Linked DNA regions of Athene noctua: region 2 is linked to region 1. Evidence: chromatin contacts called from public Hi-C data. All regions are on one chromosome and are shown on one strand. The core of a region is the stretch at or near the end of the contact, and the rest is flanking DNA. Distances in the headings are between cores, read along the strand shown.

Evidence for each region. A called contact is a pair of places that touch in the nucleus more often than the background predicts.
Region 2: a Hi-C map of heart shows a contact between it and region 1, with 2.7 times the contacts expected there. The contact joins the promoter of LOC141964680 here to the promoter of ITM2A in region 1. A contact is called at or near these places in 2 of 2 Hi-C or Micro-C datasets (heart and liver).

Annotation. Positions count from the first base shown.
Region 1 is chr11:23,540,730-23,544,968 of bAthNoc1.hap1.1, reverse strand. ITM2A (integral membrane protein 2A) reads right to left here and starts at 2,934. Exons shown (of 6, transcript XM_074915159.1): 1 at 2,762-2,934. The coding sequence starts at 2,859.
Region 2 is chr11:23,753,131-23,757,760 of bAthNoc1.hap1.1, reverse strand. It overlaps LOC141964680 (fibronectin type-III domain-containing protein 3a-like), which reads right to left and starts at 1,452. Exons shown (of 27, transcript XM_074915356.1): 1 at 1,375-1,452.

The DNA of each region.
Region 1 (4,239 bases), core at 1,685-4,184:
CACTCCTGCAGATCACAATATATTTAAGTGAACCTGTGATCACAGTATTATTACAAAGGCTACACGTATTTCCGTGCTCAGCAAGATATAGCAGCATAAAAGTCAAACGCATCAGCTATGCAAGTACCGAAACAAAAAACAAGCTGTTTTGCGAAAGTCAATACTCCTACATTCCACTCTCGCATCCTCCAAACAGAAAAATGTTGGTTCAGCAAGACATAAGCTGCTACAACTGGCTAGTCAAGCATTTGTTAAAAAAAAAATCCCAAACCAAACCACCTAGTTTCAAGTCAGAATTATATGCCACGTTTATATGCCATTAGGTGAAAATCACCTTTCAGAGTTAACTGGCTTTGAAGACCATAACTAATTCTGTTCTCTTCATATTCTGCCATCTACATCTACACCTTTCATAAATTACTCATCACAGTTTAGACTTAATCCGAAATTCAGTGGTTTGAGCCCTTTCACTCACCTAGCTTATCATTACTGAAACACAACAGTCTGCAGCAGGTTTTGGCACTACAGACGTCCTCCTAGTGCTTGGATGATGTCGACATGTAACTAGCTACGCTTGCACTACACATATTTCAAACAAATCAAAGATATTTATCATATCAAGAAGCCATGTAGGCAGCCTGAATCCGAGAAGAGCTGCTAAGAGAACAAAATATCAAGATTTTGCTCCTGTAGGTTACAGAGCCTCTGCAAAAAATAATAAAAAGTCATAAAAACAACCTGCAAGGAAAATGCAGTAACAAGCAAACCAAACTAGGAGAGGAGAAGAAAAATCACTTGTGCTAACATCTGCAGCTAGCTGAAGAGACACTGTTGACACAGTCAGCTCCAAAGAATCTGCAGGGAGAATATCCTGCAAGCTCAAGTGTCTTGTGCAGATATTTTAGGGGACTTTATTGTGTTGTTTCAGCCAACATTAACCATTAGGCTTGTTTGCTCTGCACAAATATTCCAGCAAAAGGAGACATTAACAACCACTAGAACAAGTTTGCCTTGGAGTAAAATTATGAACTTGATGTTTACACGCAATTCTAAGCCCTGAAGTCAGAGTGAAGTGGTGTTAAAAACCCACGTACACACGTGCAAACACAGGGAATATCGTGCAAACACAGGGAATATCGTGCAAACACAGGGAATATCGTGCAAACACAGGGAATATCGTGCAAACACAGGGAATATCGTGCAAACACAGGGAATATCGTGCAAACACAGGGAATATCGTGACAGGTATAACTAAACGGGGTGTGTTGCTGCTAAATTGAGAAGAGCCGCTATCACGAGAGGAGAAGAAAGGGTGTAAGCGTGTATGAGAACTATTATGCTCAGAACTGGCATGGTACAGGGCCATTTAAAATATGAATAACAAGCTGCCTCAGGAGTAGGTGTCGAGATTGTCCTACAAGGAACAGGCCAGGTTAATGACATTTTCAAAATTTAAATTAGTCATTTATTCACACCGTTTCACTACTTTCTCCCCCTCCTTTGGATCTAGTAGTTCAGTGCTACTGTATTAACTATGCACACATACAACTACAGCTCAGAAGAGCCCACTGAGCAGTAACACCACTCTGCACCACTTCAACTTTTAAAGGAAGGCTGTTTCAGGGGAGGCAGAGGCTCTGCAGGCTGGAAGGCAAGCTGCTTTCCTGATTACAGCTTCAAAGGGGGAAAAAAAAAAGGCACTAGAGTCCAAGTCCACAGGTGTTTTTGTTTTGTTAATAGTCCCACTCCCTGATTACAAATAAACTCGGTCCATCCCATATTCCTCCTCTAGAGCTACTGATTTATCTACCTAGATCTTCATCTGACTAAAAAACATCAGCAGGTAAGCAGGACATCTTCAAAATAAAGTTTCCCACAGATTTGGAAAGTTCGATTTAAGTCAGCGACACGGCACCTCGTTAGGAAGGAAAAGCCAACCACAGAGTACTTGCCTGGGTTTCTATTTAAAACCCTTTATGGCAAGCTTCTTAAATTAAGCTAGACATAACAGAAGCGCAGACACCTCACCACAGCGCTGCTCTCCAACTCGCTGCCTACGATGGTTTCGGAGCAGCAGCGAGCGGGGGATGAGCCCTAACCCACTTTGTTCGCCTGGAAGACGCCGCTGCCAGCCTGCTCTCTCCTGGGGGGACCATCCTGCCGCCGAGGGCACGGCGCGTTCCCCGCGCCCTTCCCCGGGCTGGCCGGGACGGAGCCGAGCCCCGGGGAGCTCGCCAGGGCGCAGGACTCCCCCGCCTGCGAGCTACGGAGGTTTAAAACCCCGTCAGGAAGCACGGCCCTGGCGCGGGCCCAGCTGCGAGATAAACAACCGGGCCTGCCCGCGGCGTGCGGGCCCGAAGCTATCCCCGGTATGTCACGCCAGCCCGCAGCTCGGCACCGCCCGGGGCCTCCCCAGCGGCAGCCGGGCTGGCGCAACGGCTGCGGGGAGGGAACCGCAAACCGCTGCAGCGGCGCGGCCGGGCCCTCCCAGCCCCGCACCGCCCTGAGGGGAGCGACACCCCCGCAAACCCCCGCTCCCCGGGGCAACCCGCAGGGCGATCGCCCCCGCGCTGGAAGGCTGCCCCAGCGGCGGAGGGAGCGGTGCGGCGGCCGCCAGGCACGCCGCAGGCCCGGGGGGTGCCCGCCGCCTTCCCCCGGCCCGCAGCCGCGGCGAGAAGATGGCGGCGGCTTCCACCTCCTCCTGCCCCCGCCGCCGTCCCCTCGGCCCCGCTCCGCCCGCCGCAGCCCGGCAGCGAGAGACCCCGCTCCGCGCACCTTGTCGGCCACCAGCGCCTCGGCCGCCTCCTTCTTGGGCTCGTCCTTCTGGGCGAAGGGCGAGTTGAAGGCGATCTTCACCATCTTGCCGCTCCTGCGCACCGCCGCCTCCCCGCTGAGGAGCCTCGGACCGGCGGGGCGGGGCCACCCGGCGCGGGCCACGCCCCGCCCCGCGCTGGGGGCGGCCTCCGCCGAGCCCCGCCCCTCCGCGGGCGGGGCGGGAGGAGGGAGGGGCGCCCCCTGCCGGCCGGGCGGCTCACCCGCCGCGCTCAGCCCGCCGGAGGGAAGGGCGCGATGGCGGCTGCGCTGGGGACACGGGGAGGGGGGTCCCCGCTTCCCACCTCGGCCCTGCGAACCTCCTGCATCCCCTCAGAAAGTGATGCTGGATAAGAGGTTTAATGATGCCCAGACACCATTACAAGGGCAAAGCCCTTGGCCCCAAAAGGGAGGGGTGTCATAAACAGAATCCCAGAACCATCCGGGTTGGAAAAGCCCTTGCAGCTCCTCCAGCCCAACCATGACCCTCCCCCTGACCGTTCCCAACTCCCCCAGATCCCTCAGCGCTGGCTCAGCCCGACTCTTCAACCCCTCCAGGGATCCCGGGGACTCCCCCCTGCCCTGGGCAGCCCATTCCAACGCCCAACAGCCCCTTCTGCACAGAAATCCTTCCTCAGAGCCAGCCTGACCCTGCCCTGGGCAGCTTGAGGCCATTCCCTCGGGGCCTGGCGCTGGGGCCTTGGCTCCAGAGACTCATCCCCCCTCTCTGCCCCCTCCTGGCAGGGAGTTGCAGAGGGCCAGGAGGTCTCCCCTCAGCCTCCTCTTCTCCAGACTGAACCCCCCCAGTTCCCCCAGCCGCTCCCCAGCAGACCTGTGCTCCAGACCCTGCCCCAGCTCCGTTGCCCTTCTCTGGCCACGCTCGAGTCATTCAATGGCCTTTTTGGGGTGAGGGGCCCAACACTGAACCCACTCCCCGAGGGGCGGCCTCCCCAGTGCCGAGCCCAGGGCTCAGATCCCTTCCCTGTCCCTGCTGGCCACGCCAGTGCTGACACAAGCCAGGATGCCGTTGCCCTCCTTGGCCCCCTGGGCACACTCTGGCTCATTCTCAACCCCCCCAGTCCCTCTCTGACCGGGAGCTCTCCAGCCGCTCCTCCCCACGCCTGTAGCCCTGCTGGGGGTTGTTGTGGCCCAATTGCAGAAACGCCACGGAGGAACCAAAACTTCCTTTTCTCCTCCCGGTGGTGCGGAGGACGGCACCCTGCAAGAAGCCGTGTGGTGCTTTGAGCAGTTTGGTGTGGGGTCGGCTGGGCGAGGGCACTGCTGCCTGACCTCGGCGCTGGGGCCGAGCCCGCCACGCCAGCCCCTGGCACAGGCCTTGTTGGAGCAGCCTTAATTCTCCTGGAGCTTTCTAGAACCCCCGCGGCTGTTGCTGTAGGGGCTGTGCAGCTCCGTGGCTGCACGGGGAGC
Region 2 (4,630 bases), core at 203-2,702, 210 kb before region 1:
AGCTTCAAGAAGAGGCAGCAGGGGGGCTGCTGAGGCTGGGGGGCCACGAAACCCCGGAGACTCGTGTCGTCGTCGTGTTTCCCCCCCCCCAGCCCTCCCTAGGAAAGGCACCCGCACGTTGCTTGAAGTCAAGAGCCTTTTGTAAGAGGCAGTAAAATAGGATTGCGCTGAAAAGCAGCCACAGTAGGGTCCCCACCTTTGCTGCTGCCCCCAAGGCAGAGGGGGACAAAGCAGGATGGGGGAGGGTAAGAGCTGGTCACCACCCAAACAGTGGATGACAGGACTGACCTCCCCCTGCCCCGACCCCAGGAGGAGCTGGGGGAGGTGTCTGGTACTCGAGCTGCTGATCAGCCAAGGGGAACAACCAGAAGGCTACGTGGCATTTGCAGGCAGCAGCTCCGGCTGCCGAGGAGGGAGAAAGGGAGGGGGGGGGGGCGGCAAGGGGGAAGCTGGGGGACACACACACACACGACTTCAGATCCTCCTCCCCCCCCCCTCCTCAACGAAAAAGGGGGGGGGGGGGGGGGGGGGAAGAGAGAGACGGAGAATTTGTGCGCTAAGGAAAGGAGCAGGAACGGGCGGAGGGAAGGGAGAGTCTGGGGAGACCGCTGGCACGAACCCCACCCGCGGGGGCGCAGCGGGGCTCGCTGAAACCCAAGCGAGACCCCCCCGCCCTGCGAGGGGAACCGCCGCAGCCCCGGCCCCCTCCGTCTCCTCAGCCCACCCCCCCCACCAGCGGGGCTGCCCCGTTAGGACCTCACCCCCCCCCCCCCCCGCCAGCCCCAGCACCCCAACTCCCCCGGTTCTCCCGGGGCAGATCCCCCGCGCCCACCCCTGCAGCCCCCCCCCGCACCCCAACAGCCCATCCTCTCCCACACGCCGCGCTGCCCCCACCTGCCCCCTGCGCCACGTCCACCCCCAAACCTGCTCACACCCCGGGCTCCCCCCTCCCAACACCCGGGGTCCCCCCGTCCCCCCACACGGCGGGCACCCCGCTGCCCCCCGCCCCGTCCCACACAGCGGGTCTCCCACTACCCCCCCCCCTCCCTCCCCCCCCCCCGTTTTCTCCCGGCCGTCGTCCCGCCACAGACGGGCCGGCACCCCCCCGCCTCCCTCCTCCTCCCCGGCCTCGGCGGGGCTCCGCTCCCCACCGCGGGGCTCCGCTCCGCGCCCCGCCGCCGGCGGGTCGAGCCGGCCGCCAGCTCCTGGCACTGCCCACCGCGCCTTGGGTGGGGAGCGCCGCTCTCCCCGGCCCGGCCCCGCCGCCCGCCGCCCTCCTCCCTCCCCCGCGCGGGAAACCGAGGGCAAAGGGAGCCCAGGGGAACGTGTGTGTCCCCCCACCCCGGTCCCGGTCCTCGGCGCGGCAGCACTGACCGTCCGCGGCGCCGCAGCCCCCGCCTCAAGCCCGGCGCTGCCGACCGCCAACCGACCGCTCCGCCATGATGGAATGCGGGCACTGCGCCTGCGCCGCCGGCCGGGGGCGGGCGGGCGCGCCAACCACAGCCCGGCCCGATCTTCGTCTTCCAACCACCCGCTCCCGCGAAAAGAGGCGCGGGGGGGCGAGCGGGGGAACCCGCAGGTGGCTGGAAGGCCCCGGCCGGGCGGGAGCTCCGGCCCGCGGGTGCCTGAGGGGGGAGGCAGGGCTGGGGGTGAGGGGGGAGACGAAGCTCTTCATGGCAGAGGTGGCACTGAGTGGAGACGAAGGTGCGACGGTGGCCGGCTGGCATCCACCATCCCGCCATGAGGGAGGCCTGGGCTGCGTCCGCTGAGGCGCCGCCGGGCCCTGCACCCCAGGCGGGCCCCGTCCCCCTGTCCCCGTCCCTCGGAGTTGGTGGCACCTGATGGCCCGTGTCCAGCCTGAGCGCCGCCCGGCGCCAGATGGCACAGCCCGCGCCGCTGCCTGTGCTCCGACTCTGGCCGGGAGCTCTTCGGCCTCCATCCCCCCGTCGTCGTGCCAAACCCAGGACAAGTGTGGTGATTTACACATTTTATAGCTTTCATTTCCCCCCGCCACGACTTAGGGGGATAGGTGGGTCACAGCACGTGCAGAGACCAAAGACTTGAACTCTAATACTGTGTAATAATATAAAAATCATTAATGCTGACGTCTATGAGAAGGGAGGGTGTTACGCCAAGTGGCCGAAGCAAAGAGGAAGGCAAGATTTCCTTACTGGCTTGTCAAAATGAGGAGCCAGGTATCACAGAACCATCCAGGTTGGAAAAGCCCAACCATGACCCTCACCCTGACCTTTCCCAAGCCCACCAGATCCCTCAGCGCTGGCTCAGCCCGACCTGATGTGCTGCTCCGTTCCTCACCTCCGCTCTTACCCATCGTCGGAGCATCCTGAACCCTTGGGGATGCCAAGCCCTGCTCCAAAAAGGATCAAGGGTAGGGGCTGAAAAAAACACAGCACAGGCTGAAGACACCCTCTAGCACATCCATTTTCTCTGGCAATTAATGCAGCAGTAAATTCTGCGCTCTTCAGCTTACTTCCACTGGACGGTTTGCACCGATCCGTTCCCATTTAACGTGTTTCAAGCAAGTCTGAGGCACGTTTTTTAAAGCGGTGATTTAAGGGATATTTTGCACGCACCATGGAAGTCAGCTTCTGTGTGGATGCAAAATAAATGTGACAGCTGTGCTGATATACAAGCTCCATGGAAATTGTGGATCACAGCAGTTTAGAAGAAAAAGGTCAAACTGGACATTTTTATGCAAGCTATATAATATATTTATCAACCAACTAACCTTTTAAGATGAATGGCCATGTGTTTATCCCTGGATTGATCTTAGATATATTTTTAATGAATATAGGAAATTTTATAATGAATAGAAGAGCTTGTTCCTTTATGTCAGAGAGTTTCTCTCTGGAGACCAGTGGAAGCGGTTGGTTTGCCATACCGAACAACCTGTGCTAAACAGGACCAAAATAAATTCCCATCCATCTTTTTAAATAAGCAAGCAGTGTTAAGAAAGGCCAGAGGTGGTGGTGTCCGCTGAATTTCTAGGTGACTGATAACTTACCTTTTTAAGTAAATGCCACAAAAACACCCAGTGTAACTTCACGATTGATTTTACTCATTTATGCATAAATGATTAAAATATTATCTTCAAATTGGTAGCAGACAGTGAAAGAACAGATAAAAGCACCCTCACATTGCGTATATGTTTGGCACTTGCTGAAGTGTTCTCCCTTTCTTCCCTTTTGTTGCATTTGATCATCTAGCTGTTACAGGACTTCACTATTGGTTTTGAATTTTACATCTGTTTTGGGGAGAAAAGAAGCAAACGCTATCATGCTTCATGGGAGGGCTGCTCTATGGGGCACAGGGAATCAAAATCTCTGAAAATGTACATTTGGTGCAGAATAACACTGTTGGTGCATTAAAAAATAGCTTTTGCAAGGAGCATGTTACCTTTTCACTCTCTGATCTCTACTGTCCTACTTACTTAAGCTTTTGCACACATATGGGAACTTCTTTGACTGAACAGCTCATTGGAATGTCCTCTGTGATCTGAAAAGTAAAATTTCGTAGCGGAATCAATGGCCAATTCCAGGTGAAGAAGGCAGGAGAAACCTTTTCCTCTTAACAAGGTAATTGGCAAAATTCCTGTCCTGGTCCCTGCACTAAAATTTCCTCTTCTTTCTGCCCCTTCCACAAGTTTTACTGCACACGTGTGACTACTGGCCTGATTCTGGTACAGAAAAGCAGCAGCTCTACTTTTGCCCTGTGGAATAGTGTGGATCAGTACATCATGTGTTTTATTATGGCTGATAACAAAGTAGTAATTCTTCACGCCTATAAAATAAATTGAAATCTCCAGGAAAGAATTCAGAGGAAAAATAGGCTGCTCCTCTGTCTCGAGTCACATCATACTTTTGTCACTAATACTTAGCTCTTCGTTTCACTGACAATTCTGAAATGAAATTCTGTAATTCCAGCTCAGATTTAAGGCTTGTGAACGTTTCAGAAAAGATAGAAGAACAAGACCAGCACAGGGCTCGGTGAAGGCAAACCTGCTTTCTGCATTATTGTGCTCTAGGAACAAAAGGTTGGTTAATCATTTCACCTTTGAGAGAATTCCTGGAATCTTCAGCACTCCATCTCAGGAATCTTATAACTCCACAGGCTCTAACTAATCTGCAGCGAAGCATATCTAGTGCCCTGGGGATTTAGTTTCTGAAGTGAAATATTTGTACTTAATTTGGGGGAGATCCTCTGAAACAGACCCATCAGGTTGTGATTTGGAAATCTGAAATACACTGCAGTAGATGAATGCTGCTGCTGAAGGCAGCAATTCAAGGCAATTCAAGGACTATTTTGACTTCGCGGGCTCAGTATTTATTCATTGCCAGCTAAACCTTAAAAGTTATGACTGGTGGTGTTGTGTGATACACGAAGGTCTGATTCATCGTCATGAGCATGCTGTGTCTGATATCCAGAATAAAGAAGGTTTTCGGGGGTGAATGCTGAGCATTCTTTGCACTGAAGGCTATTGGACCTCCCAGCTTTGATTATTACAAGAATTCCTTTGTAGGAAATAATGCAGTATTTTAGCAGTCAGAAAAATCCTTTTCTTTTCCCCCTGACCTTTCATGAAATCATTTTTTTCCCCCCCTTAATTTTC